2 separate regions of the Mus musculus genome follow, and region 1 is linked to region 2. A link is a contact called in public Hi-C data. All regions are on one chromosome and are shown on one strand. Each heading gives the region's core, a stretch centred on a gene start, on an enhancer-like site or on the middle of the called end of the contact. The rest is flanking DNA. Distances are from core to core; before and after follow the strand shown.

Evidence for each region. A called contact is a pair of places that touch in the nucleus more often than the background predicts.
Region 1: a Hi-C map of rod photoreceptor shows a contact between it and region 2, with 1.7 times the contacts expected there. The contact joins two enhancer-like sites. A contact is called at or near these places in 1 of 15 datasets of contacts at CTCF or cohesin (pro-B cells), 13 of 484 Hi-C or Micro-C datasets (the 63-12 cell line, embryonic fibroblasts, embryonic stem cells and 6 more), 1 of 115 datasets of contacts at active chromatin or transcription factors (epiblast stem cells) and 2 of 9 other capture datasets (adipose tissue and pancreatic islet).

What each region holds. Positions count from the first base shown.
Region 1 is chr11:72,150,002-72,157,408 of GRCm38.p6, reverse strand. It overlaps 4933427D14Rik (RIKEN cDNA 4933427D14 gene), which reads left to right. Exons shown (of 19, transcript NM_001361564.1): 19 at 1,971-3,480. The coding sequence ends at 2,088. Among named protein-coding and RNA genes, the nearest start is that of Pitpnm3, 18 kb to the right of the region's middle. Within about 2 kb of position 2,023, at least 47 of the 459 cell types and tissues checked have an H3K27ac peak or open chromatin away from gene starts, as enhancers often do. A contact at or near this core is called in rod photoreceptor, where this site is marked.
Region 2 is chr11:72,083,048-72,089,738 of GRCm38.p6, reverse strand. The region is part of intron 4 of Pitpnm3 (PITPNM family member 3); the gene reads left to right. Among named protein-coding and RNA genes, the nearest start is that of Gm46286, 35 kb to the right of the region's middle. Within about 2 kb of position 2,833, at least 96 of the 459 cell types and tissues checked have an H3K27ac peak or open chromatin away from gene starts, as enhancers often do. A contact at or near this core is called in rod photoreceptor, where this site is marked.

The DNA.
Region 1 (7,407 bases), core at 774-3,273, 68 kb before region 2:
GCTGAATGGTTCACTCTGGAGGAGAGCACTGCCACAGCCTCCTGAGACCAGAAGACAGAGGCTGGAGCCCACAGTTAATAGCTGAAACTGAAGTTTCTTCACTTTGTTGGTTATGGTGCTGGTATTGAACCTAGGACCTTGTATACTCTGGGCCAACCCTCTGCTGCTGAGCTACATCCCCAAGCCTTGTATCACTTCCAGTTGAAACCTTGAAAGGTTGCATTCTCTGGAAGGTCAGGTGATCTGGGTATAAATGGGTCTTCGTAGGGACCCCACTGAATATCACATCTTCTCAGTTGCTGAGGTGACTCTAGACACTGTTGTTCCCTAGGCCCCATATGTAAACAAACATATCTTCTCTGGAGGAAATCATATCATAGGAGGCTTTGTTTACTTCTGTAATGTTCATAAACAATGTCTATTTTATAGTGAAAATAGCCAGGCAACAGAGAAGCAATCAACAGACAGCACATCCACAGCAGCTCCAAATAGTGAAACTTTATAGACTCAAGGAGCTGCCTGCTGGGTAGAAATAGGAGACTCAACCTAGAATTCTGCCAGAGGCCTGGGAGCTCGCCAGAATCCAAACATACATCCATGGGGGTAGTGGGTGGGGGAGGCAGGGAACCATAGTTTCTGAAATGAGGAATGTATTAGATAGGCACAATAGCAAGTTGGACACAATAGAAGGGAAACCTGGAAGCTTGGAATGTGGAACAGCGTGTGTGTGTGTTTGTGTGTGTGTGTGTGTGTGTGGGTGGGTGATGTGTGTGTGTGTGTGGGTGTGTTGGGTGATGTGTGTGGGGGTGTGGGGGTGTGGGTGATGTGTGTGTGTGAGGGTGTGTGTAAAGGCATAATTAAAGATGAACAGTGAACTGGGCAACTAGGCAATCATGTGAGGTTCTGCCTTGGGAAAGGAGAGTAAGAGAAGGATTCTGAAACAGTGTCCAGAGCGACAGAGCTGTCATCTCCATAGTAACAAAGGCCACGAAGACAGAAGAAGCTCTAAAAACCCCAAGTGAGTCTGAAAATATCGCCATATGATTTATGTATTAGTTATAGGTGGAAAATAGTAATTTATAAGGGAAGAAGCCTGGCAGACATAACCATATCTGAGTAGCGAAACTCAGCAGTCACCAGTGAAGGGACAAGCTCTGAGGGGATACAGCATCCCCCTTCTGCATCTGTTCCAGAACTATGCAGCTGACAGTGATTATAAGAGAATACTAAACAACCCAGGATATGAGGACAATGAGGGGAAAAAGCTTTACTCTCCAAAAAAATGTTCTGGTCTGAAAGAGAGACTGAGGAACGTATTTTAAAGGAAAGAAATCTTAAGAGACATGACAACTAAATAGCCTGGATTGGATCCTGGATTCTAAAAAGTTTTAAGGGCCTTATTTGGATGGATGTCAAGGTTTGAATAAAGTCTGTATGTAAGATTAGATAATGGTTTACGGTAATGTTACTACAGTTGTCTACACAGTGTCTTTTCTAGGACACACTGAAGTTCTTGAGGGATTCCAGGTTTTCAACATAGTTTCTAACAGTTCAAATAAAAAAGGATGTGTATTGTGTATACATGCATATGTTTATGTCAAGGTTTCTGGGATATGGAGGACCTTGCCCTTTCCTACAGAGAAAGCACGCATCTCCTCTGAGCTGGGCTGGACTGTGGCCAGCTTATTCATTTCCAGTCAGCTCTGATTTCAGCCATCTCAAGGGTGAGGTCCATTCTGCCTGTTTTGGTGATCCTGCAGGGCTTGGGGCTCTAGGTGCTACCATCTTAATATCTGGGAGAGCCAGGCCTCCCCCGCCCCCTCCCTTCTTTTTCTTTTCCAGAAACATCTTGGCTCTTACGGGCTTTTGATCTCCACACAGTTTCTGAGCTGATTGACTAGGTTTTCATGAATACTGAACAGCTCTGTGTTTGGCTGCCCACGCCTTCAGCTGTGTCCTTTGTCTTCCAGCTTTTCAGATGAGCTGGTAGATGAAGCACTGGGGGCCGTGGCTGCAGAACTGCAGGATGTGTGTGAAGACTATGCAGAAGCTGTGTTCACCTCAGAGTTCCTAGAGGCCGCTGCATGAGAGCTGTCCAGGCAGGGCCCTCAGATCACTGCCGGAGAGTCAGCGCCACCCGCTGTCAGCCCGTGGGGGAATCTCTGTCCTCAGCTGCCCACTGAAGGATGCCAGGGAGCTCACCCTCTCCTTGTCTTAGCAGTGCTTCTAGAAGTTATAAAAAGGTGGGTTACATTTGCTAGCGCCTGAGGAGCATGAGACAATTAGAAAGGTACAACATTTCAGAATGTATAATTTTCCTCTGACTCAGTTGGAAATCAAAATGTTTTGAAAGGTAATGGATAAAGATATTTCACATAGGGATTCCAGCCTCTGTTAAACCCATGGGGGTGGAGGGATCAGTGCTAATCCAAGTGCCGTTACTGTCTGGTCCCAGCACCTGGCTCCTGTTGGCAAGTGTGCTCATCACATTGTCACTGGTGGTGTCGCCTTCCTGGGCGGCAAGCTACATGGAATGCAGAGTGGTGGTGCCACTAAGCCTCTGCTCAGTGGCAGTGGAAGTGGGGAGCCCAGCGCACGGGCACACGGAACACACAGGCCCAAGCACACCTTGCTCCGTGGCTCTCACTTTCTAGGGTGTTTCACGTTCTCAGTTTCTCAGAGTCACTTATTGCTGTTTGGACACATGCTAGTATAAAAAGCATTTCTCTGAATATAGAAGAATTTGAAGACAGGCCTTCCCCATGCCAGCTCACTCCCAGAGAGCAGAAGCGTCTGCACCATGGAGCATCCCATCTGGAGGAGGGAATCAAGCCGGTGACTTGAGGACTTTGGGCTCTTCTGAGGACCAACGATGCTGCGTGGCCTTTGAAGGCTCTTAGGTCCCGGTGGCAAGGTCCTCAGGACTCGGGATTGAGAAACAGAAAAGGAATGTGCGTACAAATAGGCAGTCACCCGAAAAGACTTTTCCTGGATCCGTTTGCCTCAGCTATTTGTGGGAGGCTTGGTGAAGGAAGGGTAAGGAACAAAGGGAGAGACACCCAAGGACGAATGTGAGTCTGTTACCACAGACGCCTCGACATGGTCTCCTGGGGTGGTTTCTAAGGTACCTTCCTGTTTAATACTACATAACCTCGGAAAGGACATCAAGGGACTCATAGGTCTTCAGTCTGGAGAGTTAAACATGTACACTTGAACCGGTAGAATCCCTTGTCATTGGTAGTCCTCATTTGTCATTTGCGGTTTTTACTGTGCTGATTAAAAAAAAATAAACTCAGTATTTTAAATTGTGAACATGTCTATTTGAAGTAATTTACATCTCCTTTTTCCCACAGGTAATGTGAAATGGAATTTACAGGAACCACTGGGAAGGGAATACTTTTGTATTTGATATGAACATAGTAGACTATTTGCCACCTCAGAGAAAAAGGAATGCTAATAAAACCTAACATTTATTGAGCACATACTAGAGTATTGTACTAAAAATGTCCCCTGCATAACTTAATGTGGGGTGCACTCTGTGTGAGAGACACCACCACACCCCCATTGATAGATGAGAGCAGGAAGGGAGAATCTGGGCCATCTAGCCTGATGTCATAAGATAGGCCACGGTCATGGAGTCACTCTCCCATGAAGATTACTGTGTCATGTGCTCCTTCCTCTCCCTGTCCCCACTCAGTATCCTAGACACTGCCTCTGGAGCAGAGCCTTTGCTGAGTACGTCCTGCTGTAGCCTGTTCTTACAGGTCTGACCCAGCCTCCTATACCAGGTGACCCTCACTAGCTCAGGTGGGTGAGCCTCATCCCTGCCCCGTGTCCAGGGTCTGCTTCGGAGCCCAGACTTGCAGTCACAGTGAGACAAAAGTGAGCCACAAGAAATAAGAATTTGGAAATGAAGATTAAATCCTCCGACTCTCTTAATGTTCCTGCATACAGCCTTGCAGCCAGAGCACTAGAATGTTTGCTGCGTGAACTAAGGCTGAGCACACGTGAGTCATTCTCTAGTTCCCTTCAGCTTTCTCATGGCCTGTTCCACTTGAGCGTGTTTGTGCTCCGTGAGCTGCCCCAGGCTCGTTGAGGTGCCTGTGTGCTCTTTAGTGCCCCCTTCCACCATAGGCTGACTTTCACTGCCGGCCAGACTACTGTCAGTCACCTGTTTGCTCCTTGTCTCTGTTAGACTGAGGGCAGGGATTCGGCCTAGCACTTGGTTGCTCTGCAGGTACATTTGAATTAGTGTATAGGGGATGAATCACACTCAGTACAGTCTACAAATACGTGCTGACCTGTGTGACCCTGGCAGATGGCCATCAAGGGGTGTGCACATTGGCCCCTGTCCCTGAGGTCCACTGCCATTGGCTTCCAACTCATTGTGGAAAACTTGTCTCCCTCTACTTAGACTGGGGCACAGGGGATGTCCGTCCCGGCTGCTCCTGTTAATTGGATGTGGGCCAGGCCCAGGGCTAGAGAACTGACAGAGGAGTGAGTTGGGGTGGGGAGGATAAGGTGACCTGCTCCCCTTCTCCTTAGTATGATCATCATTCTTGTGCCACCCAGGAGAGTGGGCAAAAGAGGCAGTACTGGGAGGGGACCCAGTGGCCACAGGGTGAGAGGTGGAAGACAGACCACAGAGAAGCAGAGCCATGTCAGGAAGCCCCCTATTCCCCCTGAGTAATGTTGGTGTCTTAGCTTGACACTGGTAGGAGTTGCCTGCAATGACTGAAAGGCAAGTGTATCCGCACTGTGACACTGGTCACCATGTAGGTACCCTCTGGAGCAGTGGTCCTCAACCTTCTTAATGCTGCGGCCCTTCATTACAGTTCCTCATGTTGTGGTGATCTCCAACCATAAAATTATTTTCCTCTTTAATTCATTACTATGATTTTGCTACTGTTACGAATCGTAATATAAACGCCTGTTTTCTGGTGGTCTTCTGGGGATTGAGAGGCCCTGCTTCTGGGGTTTCCTCTAAGCAAGCCCCTGCTTCTTTGGGCCCATATAAAACAGAGGAAGGCAGTAATCTAGCTGTATTCATCAGTGCTGACATCCCGTGGGGGTCTCGGTTGGTGCTAGAGCTGTTTCTAGTCAGATTCAACATGGGTGTGTCCTTCAGTAGCCAACAGCGGAGGGCCTAGGTTTCATGGACTCCTGTCAACCAGTCTCCTGTGCGTTTACTCTGGGTTCTTAGTAAGGGCCCCTCCTACGAGCAGCCCATCTTCTCCTTTCACAGGAGCTCTGTGTTGAGTCCCCTCTCTAGTCTTCTAGGCCTCTATTCCTATACCATAGGCCCCATTATGCTTATATCATCCACCCAGGGCCCCAGGCATATCTTCAGTCCAGCTAGAGCTTGCACATGCCCTATTAATTGTTCCCCTTCCTAGAATGCTGGGCATGCCCAGTCTCCCTGGCTGATTTTTTTCCCCCCATCAGGGTCTCATGTATCACCAACTAAGAATGGCCCTGGAGAAGATCTTAGCATCTCTCTCTCCAGTGGCTCCTGACCTTGCTGCAGCCCCCTCCCAGAGCACCCGTGCTCAGGCCTCAAAGATCCAGCCTCTCCCCATAGAATCATTCATTCCCCTGGCCCTGGGTCTTACAGCTTTGGTCTCTCCCTTTCCCACTCTAATGCCTTAAAGTCATCTGTGTAGAGCCTTCGAAGGCCCACTCTGTGGGTTCCAAAGCACCTTTGCAGCACAACCATGAGGCCCCATGGCTGTTCCGGGGGCAGGGCTTAGAGGCTGGCTGCCCACCTCCACCTTTTGTGCTCTTGACAATCCTCTTCCCACACAACCTCCCTGCTCCCCTGGCACCGTGGGCCCTTTGCCCTCGTGCAGCCTTCCACCTTGCCCCCTCCTGCTCTTCTCTGTGGGTCTTACCTACACTTGCCAGTTGCCCTCCCCCTCTCTGTGTCCTGGTCCTGCCTCCTTCCCTAGCCCAGACCTGCTTCTTTCCCAAGCATCCCACCCACAAGTCCCTCCCCCAACTTCCTTTGTCTTGGTGAGGCCTCCTATGCGCCTCCCACTCCTGGGCTCCAGGTCACTGAGCCTGTACTGAGAAACCCCCTGTATGTTCCTGCCCCTAGCTGGGGTGGGGCCTTCAGTACCTTTAGTCTGCTTCTCAGTGCAAGAGAGTCTGTGGGCATGGAAGAATTCCAAAGAAGTTCTGGCTCAGAAATCTGCGTTCCAGGGGGGACAAGAGTACTTAAGTACTGGCCCTTTGGGTTCTGCCTTCCATCAAACTCCCAACATCAGGCTCACCAAGTCTAAGCTATATTTGACCTAGAAAAGCCAAGCAAACACTGCTTACTCGGGTGCACACGGGAAGCAGGAACTGGGGACCATGGAGACTGGGCCAGCTACCAGGATGTTTGCAGAATTCTGCAGAACCCTCACGATCTCCCAGGGGAGCTCCAGCTCCAAGATACTCTGTGAGATCAAAGGGCTTCAGTCATCACTGATACTAATGGAGTTATCCAAAGAGCAAGAGAGGCTATGTGTATACCTGGAGTAACCACCCACCTCCTTGTCTTAAAAACCCACCATTTAAAAATTCTCAAGTGCCTTTAAATATATGCTGTTCTCTCTACCGTATAACAGCCCCGTTGTGTACCAGCAGTCATTCAGGTGGTACATAAAGGATATAGCCATGAAGACAAAGATCAGCCTCTGGCTATAAGTCGTTGATAATTATTATGTAGAATTTTATAGAACGTGTTAGGAGCGAGCCTTAGCATGCACTGAGAAGCTGGGCTCTGGAATGCTGTCCTGGCCCACATTGTTTTTTCCTGCTCACTGTCCCGTGTGGATCCTTGCTGTGTCCTTCCATCTGGACACCTGATGTGATTTCCCAACTTTGCCTTTTGCTGCTCTGGGCAGCACATCTGGGGCCTATCCAGCTGGTCTGCTGTTCTGTCTCAGACCCACAGCCTTGACTAGGGCCTCATGGCCACCACAACTTTCTAAACTGGATCACAGCTTTAAGCAGTTGGTGCAGTATCAGTCCCATTTTACAGATAGGGAAATAGAAGCTTACGGAAGAGGTTCTTGATTAGGGTCATCTAGACAGAGGGACAGATCCAGAACTATCAATCTTCATCTTTCATCCTCAGATCCAGTGTTGTTCTGTTTTATCACAGTCGTCTGGATACCAGAGTCCATGGAAGGGTACTTCAGTATGGGGGGGGGGGGCAACAAAGAATTTCCATCCAGACTTGGTAATGACTACTCTGTGGTTGGGAAATCTTCGGCTCACTTAGCTTCAGTTTCATCTGTAGAATGGATCAATAATCTCTAGATCAGTGTCAGTGTGAGAACCAAATGAGGTGGTAGAATAATAGCCCCCAGGCCCCAGGTGATGGGGTGAGGGTCACATCTCTTATGGAGGCCAGCTTCC
Region 2 (6,691 bases), core at 1,584-4,083:
AAAGGGAGAAAGAAGGTCTATGTGTTATATTCGGAAAGATGGCCAAACTCCCTGCTTTCTGGGTCAGCTGAGGGTGTCAGAGGCTGGATAACAGATGCACAGAAAGGGTCTCATACCTTGCATTTGCATAAGGCTTCACAGCTGGAACCTCTGGGCCAGATGTGAGCATGCATCTCTTGGAGCTCCATTACACTGACTCTCTGCTACCATCATGGAAACAGTGTTTCTCCCGTTATGGTTGAGATATGAGGTACCTCCTGCCCTGCCCACCCCTGGCCCTGGGATCACAAGAAGAAGGCTTGGTCTTCAACTGGAGGGTCCAACCACTAAGAACTGATAGATTCATAATTTGATGTCACCACTGGAAGGTGGCAGCAATTACTGGAGTCATTTTCTTGGGGATTATATCTTGTCTCTAGCTCCTTGTCCTGCCTCTGCTTCCTGGGTACCTTGAGGTGAACAACTTTGTGACTTCACATTTTTCTGCCATCTTTTACCACACCACAAAAATACCTGAGCCCCAATAAACCCTTACACCTTGACACTGTTTCTCTTTGACATTTGGTTACAATGATAAAATGCTAACTAATGGGTGGTGGGAGGTTACTCAGCCTATGTCTAGCAGCTCTGGGACTTGTGTGCTCAGGACTCCCTGATCCTTGGTGGCTTCTACAGAGTCCTACATTTGTCTGCTACCGGACAGACGGCCTGGAATCCCAAGACCACTTGTGCTATTTAGAACAAGGTGGGAAGAAACTGGGGGAATGGCCAGGTGTGAGGACAGGGAAGGGGCTTGAATTGGGGAGCAGGGGGCCTGGGCCGTTTCTTCCAGCTTGCCTTGCAAATCATGACCAGGACTGGGGCCCAGCCCTTTCTTCTGTTGGCACATGGAGTCCCTGTGGGTCTGTTATTCTAGGTGTTTCTGCTGCTGCCTCTTTGTTCTCTGGTTTCCTTTGTCCGTATCTCTTTGTGTTTCTGCCTTTCATTGCTTGGTGATAACAGGGACATTTTCAGATACTTCCCATGTGCCTGAGTGAGCCTTCCTCTGGTCCTGCAGGTCCTAAGAGACCAAAGCTCACTGCACTATTCTCCCCTTCAGAGAGAAGAGTATTGTTCTCCACAAACCCAAAGTCCAAACCTGGGCTCCTTCCAGACATCACCCCCACCATTTTCACCACTATCACCACCACCACCACCACCACCACCACCTTGCCAAATTGGCCCCCAGGGCAGTTCATTGCCTCCAGCAGAACTCAGGTTAGCCTCCTCTTCTCTCTCTCATCTATCGGAAGCCAATCCTTCTTTTGACTACGCTGCCCATGCTGGCCTCCATGGCTCCAGTGTCTCCCACTCCTGTCCTTAGGAGTGACAGGGAGGTCTTTGTAGGAAATCTTGCCCTTCTAACCCTGCCTGTTTCACTCGCTCACTCGCTGCCTAGTGCTCCCTGTCCCCTGTCTCCTTTCATCTGTGTGTCTCTGCTGAGTCAGTTTGGATGTTAACTGTGTGTGTGCATGCAAGCCCCTGTCCTTTCTAGAGAATGATCTCCGGTAGCTCGAGCTTCTCACGGGACAGTGGAGAGGCTTGAGATCCCACCCATCCCAGCATCCCAGTGGAAGGGCAGAAGCAACCTCCTTAGCAAACAGTAGGAAGGACGCAGGTCCCTGGGGACTCTCCCCTCACTTCCCCCTCCATGGCTGCAGAGACTGGATGTCATGCTACGTGTAGAGAGTGGTCCTGTCCTTGCCATGGGCTTCTTGCATTGTCTATAGGGTGGGGAGTCCACTGTCTCTATTCACACCCCACGCAAGTGCCCCCAAAGGCCTCCCCTGTCCCTCTGGCTCAGTAGCTGTTTGGTGTGGTGGAAATTGCCTAGGCTTTGCTCTCTGATACCCATTAAATCTCGAGTGTGGAAGGGCTGACACCATGATTTCAGGGTCACAAGGTAAAAACAAAGATGGACAGGAGCTGATGACTTCTGAGGAAGGCAGCCATTCTGCCAGCTCTGCTCCGATAACCTCAGAGGTTACCCGTGCCTGGCCAATTTGGATCCAAGTTCTCTCCTTTCCTGCAGCTTCTCCTTCTCAGGTGCCCCAGGTACCTGGAGAAGTGCTCTGTCTGTCCTGTTGCACAGCTACTTTCTGAAGGAAGTCTCATGACCAGCCATCAACCCCTAACCCCACAACCCCACCCTCAATCCCTTTGGGTCCAGACTGTTCATAGGAAAGGGACACGTAAGAATATCTGGAGCTTCCTCTGCATGGAAAGAGTGTCCCTCTTACCTTTACCTACTGTGTCCCTCAGGCTCGGGTGGAGCCCACATGGCTTACAACAGGAACTTGACACATGCTGGCCTCCCTAAGGGACAGTACGGTGGAATAGCCATGCTTTCAGATCAGAGTGCAGTGCTTCCTCTAACCTCCTCTAGTTCATGGACCAGAATCTGGCAGTAACTAATGCTAAGCTCCAGTTTTCTTACCCCAGACCGACCCTGCGTCTCCACTGATACCCTAGCTTTGGGCAGAGCCTGACATATCCAGGGCCCGAGTCCAGGCTCCAGGCCCTGGCTCTAGTCTGAACTTGGATCCTCAGTTCAGGTGTTGAGGGCAGCGGACATCACCCTCCCCACTGGACAAGGTTGATGCCGTACCCCATTGCCTAGGCCTCCTTCCCAATAAGCCCTCAGTTCATAGTCCATTTGGGATGACTCCCCCTCCCGGCACGGTGTTCAAAGCCCCTTTCCCACAGCTGGCCTTCCCCTCCTCCGCCTGGTAACTGGTATCTTTTCCTGGCCTGTGTGGGCAGCTTGCTGAGCACAGCTGCAGACAGGCTATATTTAGCCGGCTTTAATGAGCTCAGGGTGGCAGACGTCCGCCTTGGGAGCACTTTTTCTTGCGTGTGTGCGTATGTTTGGGCCTGGCATGCTTCCTTTCTTTGTGCTCCTGTGTGCATTCGCTCCCCCTACCTCCATGGTTGTGTGCACTAGTGTGCACTGGCTAGCATGTGCCATGAGAGCAGATGCAGTTCTCCCTGCACAGCGTCTCTGCTGTGTAGTGGCTGGGTGCAGTTCTGATGCTTGTGGTGCAGAATGGGAGCAAATCATTAGTCTGTTGGCTTGTTTGTTGAAGAATATTTAATGAATACCTTTATTATCCAGGGCTGTGGTAGTCTCTGGGGATAAAACAGAGCAGAGCCAAATGAACACAGTCTATCTCCTAAGGGTTTTACAGTCTGGGAGCTGGAGGAGAGAGTCCTCAAATAACTAAAAAATTACAATTGTGGGTTGAAGAGATGGCTCAGCAGATAATGGTGCTTGCTGCCAAGGCTGACAACCTAAATTTTATCCCTGGAACGTACACTGTAGGAGAGAATCAGTTCCCACAAGTTGTCTTCTGTTCTCCATATGTGTGCCATGGGGCATGAGTGCTGATATTTGTCTGCTTGGACATGTGTGTGTGTGCATGCACTCATGTGAGCACACACACACACATACACACACACACACACAAATTGAAAGCATTTTTGGGCTACAGAGTTGGCTTAGCAGTTAAGAGGACTGGCTTTTCTTCCAGAGGACCCAGGTTCAATTTTCAGAACCCATATGGCAGCTAACAACCATCTCTAACTCTAGTTCCAAGGCATCCAGAACCCTCTTCTGGCCTCCACAGGCACCAGGCATGCAGTAGCACACTGACACACATGCAGGCTGAATACTTACACACATAAAACAAAATTTTTTTAAAAATTAAAAACAATTGTAAGGATTTGTCCCAGGAAAGAGAGCTATGCTGCTTTGTGTGTGTGTGTGTGTGTGAGTGTGAGTGTGTGTGTGTATGTGTGTGTGTCTGTGTGTGTTTGTGTGTATGTGTAAGGATGAGTGGATGGGACATTCCCACCTCAAGGAGGAAGGAACATGGATGTTTCTGTAAGAAATTTGTGTTACATGTGCAGTATAAAAATGTCCAGACCTAGGAAGCAGAGATGCAAGGGCTCCATGGTGAGAGGGGAAGGGGGAATGTTTGCCAACAGAAAGGCAGAAATGGCTGAGTTTGGAAGGAAAGAGGAAACAAGGGTAGAGGTAGGTAGAGTGGAGACTGTGGACAGACTGTGGTTGTCAAAGAAGTGCAAAGTCAAAGGTTGCCCTGGAGGATATGGTGAGCTCACAGCTATAGAATGTAGCCTGGGACTCAGTCAGAGGTCCAGCAGAGGGAAGGCTCCTAAACTACATGGCAGGAGGAGAGCCTTGCAAAGGGACCTGATGCCCAGCTGACCAAAATGGCATCCATAGCTGGAGCTTCATAGCTTCATAGAGTGCATGGCACAGGGGGATCCCTCCTCTTCCCAGTTCTCCTATAGTGTCTCCCATGGCTTAACTTTTACCATGGAGCCTCCGCCTTTCCAGAGACAGGGCCAAGGCTATGTAGTCGGTGGGAGGGGCCAATGGAGACCACTCAGCGCAGACCCCTGACTTGATGCAAGGAACCACACTCTGTTTTCCTGAAAATCAGTGTGACTTTGACCTTGGGTTTCCACTTGGCTGAGCAGATGAAGGACCCCTCTCTGTGAGTGCACAGCCGTCTCCTTCCCTAAGTTTTCTGTCAATGTCCCTGAGGCTCTACATATTACCCCACACAGGTTGGTGTGTGGAACCCTGTGCTGCACACATATAGGCAGGATCCTGTGCTCACACTGGATTGTAGAGTGACCTTTAACCCAATTCCTCGTCTCCCACTTGTCTCCCCCTATAGCTCCCAGTGGATTCCTGGGTCTCAAGGGTAGCTAGGTCTTGTGAGTTCCCCTCCTTCATGGGATTGTGAAGGGTTCAGCCTCTGTCCTCCCCTCAACTGGAGTGGTGAGGTGGGAGCCTTTCATTTTTTTTTTCAACTTGAAAGCATCTCTTGTGTCTTCAAATCCTCTTTTCCTGGTAACAAAGGAAAAACAAGAGCCAGGGAGCTTTGCCACAAACCTAGAGGCAAGGAGTTGGAGCAGGCAGAAAATATAAAGTCAGATCTCAGAAAAGACAAAAAAAAATCACCTTGTTACACGCACTTTGAAAATAGTCTTAGTTTTGATCTGGTTTTTTTGAGTAGGCCGTGCATGAACAAGGTAAAAGTCTCAAAAGGCATGAACGATGACGCACGTACCTCCCTCTTCCCGCTCCATGCCCGGCTCAGCTCACCCAGCTCTTCTTCCCAGACGTGGAGAGGATGACGAGCGTCTCATGTCCCACTCCAGACTCTGCAAACATGAACATATCCATAAATATTCACTTCCATATATATTTTTATATATACCCCACACAGATGGGAGCGCGCCGTGTGCGTTTTCCCCCTTGCCTTCTGTGGATAATATACCACGATTCTCTTCCTGTCTCTGAACATCTACAACACTCAGGTTCATTGATCTTGGCCTTGAGTGTGTGCAAGATCTCTGTGATGCACTTTATTTAGCCTGTCCCCTGTAAGTTGCCTCTCACCATTCAGTATTGTAAACAGCATAGCTGTGGTTGATGGGGTACATGCAGCATGTCCGTCACATGGACTTGGCCTGGCTGGGTCATGGGTGCTTGGTATTTTTAATGGCACTACCAGATGGCCCTCCAGAGAGCTTGTATTGATTTTTACTCTCACAACAAGGAATAAAGAAAACCTGTTTTCCCACAGGGTGTTGATAGTGGCTTAACCGAGAAACACAAGCAAGGGATTATGGGTGATCTCATGGGTAGACTTTAGCGCCTCTTTGTGTGTGAGAGTCATTTCCTGTCCCTAGGCTGGGAGCCACTGAGATTGGAAAGGATGACTGAGGGGGGTTTGGGCTGGATGAGGTGGCTGCATTCCATTGTGAGAGTGTGAACTTCTGGGTAGGCAAGCCCAAGATGACTAAACTGGGACTAGTCAGACCCTATTGTCCCAGCAAGCTCCTGTACCCAATGACAGGGTCTGCCTGCCTTCCCTCACAGCCTGTTTCTTTGTGAGAGGACAGGACCGTGGAGTTGGAGGCATTTGAAAACTGAAGAGATCATTCCTTTCTAGTCACTTCCTCATTTTAGATGGAACGATTCCAGGCCTGACCTGCGGCCTGGGTTCAAATCCTTGTGTGTATCAGTTACCTTTCCTCATTACCGGTACAAATATCTGTCAGGAACTTACAGGAGAAAATGGCTTTGTTGTTGTTGTTGTTGTTTGACTCAGTTTCAGTTAATGTAGTAGAAGGCCTGGCCAGGAAGGCCTTGACCTTAGAGGTTGATATCGGCCACCTACACTCCAGGTCAATAACCTCCCCAAAACAATACCACCAGCTGGAGACAAACACAAGCCAATGGGGGACAGTCTACATTCAAGCCTTCCATTTCCATCTGGAGAAAGGGTCCCTTAACCCTTCTGAGTCTCGGTTGTCTCTGTGAGGCGTTCAGAAAAAACATGAAGATTGTGCTAGACACAAGGTGATGACTGGGCACTCGAGACACAGATGAAAGGACCTGTGTTCATACGGAGGGCTCAGTGGGGACACCAGGTTGGGGTTGTCATACTCTTCTGGCCATCTTACCAGCCTTGGTTCAAGATGGTGGCTTTCTGGCCCTGACATGGGTTTCCTTAGCTGAGTTATCTCTCTAAGATATTCCCATGCTCATTTAGAGTGACCAACAGTATGTTCTTAAGAGGGTCTTTCTGGGTCCCAGACCCTAGTAAGGGGC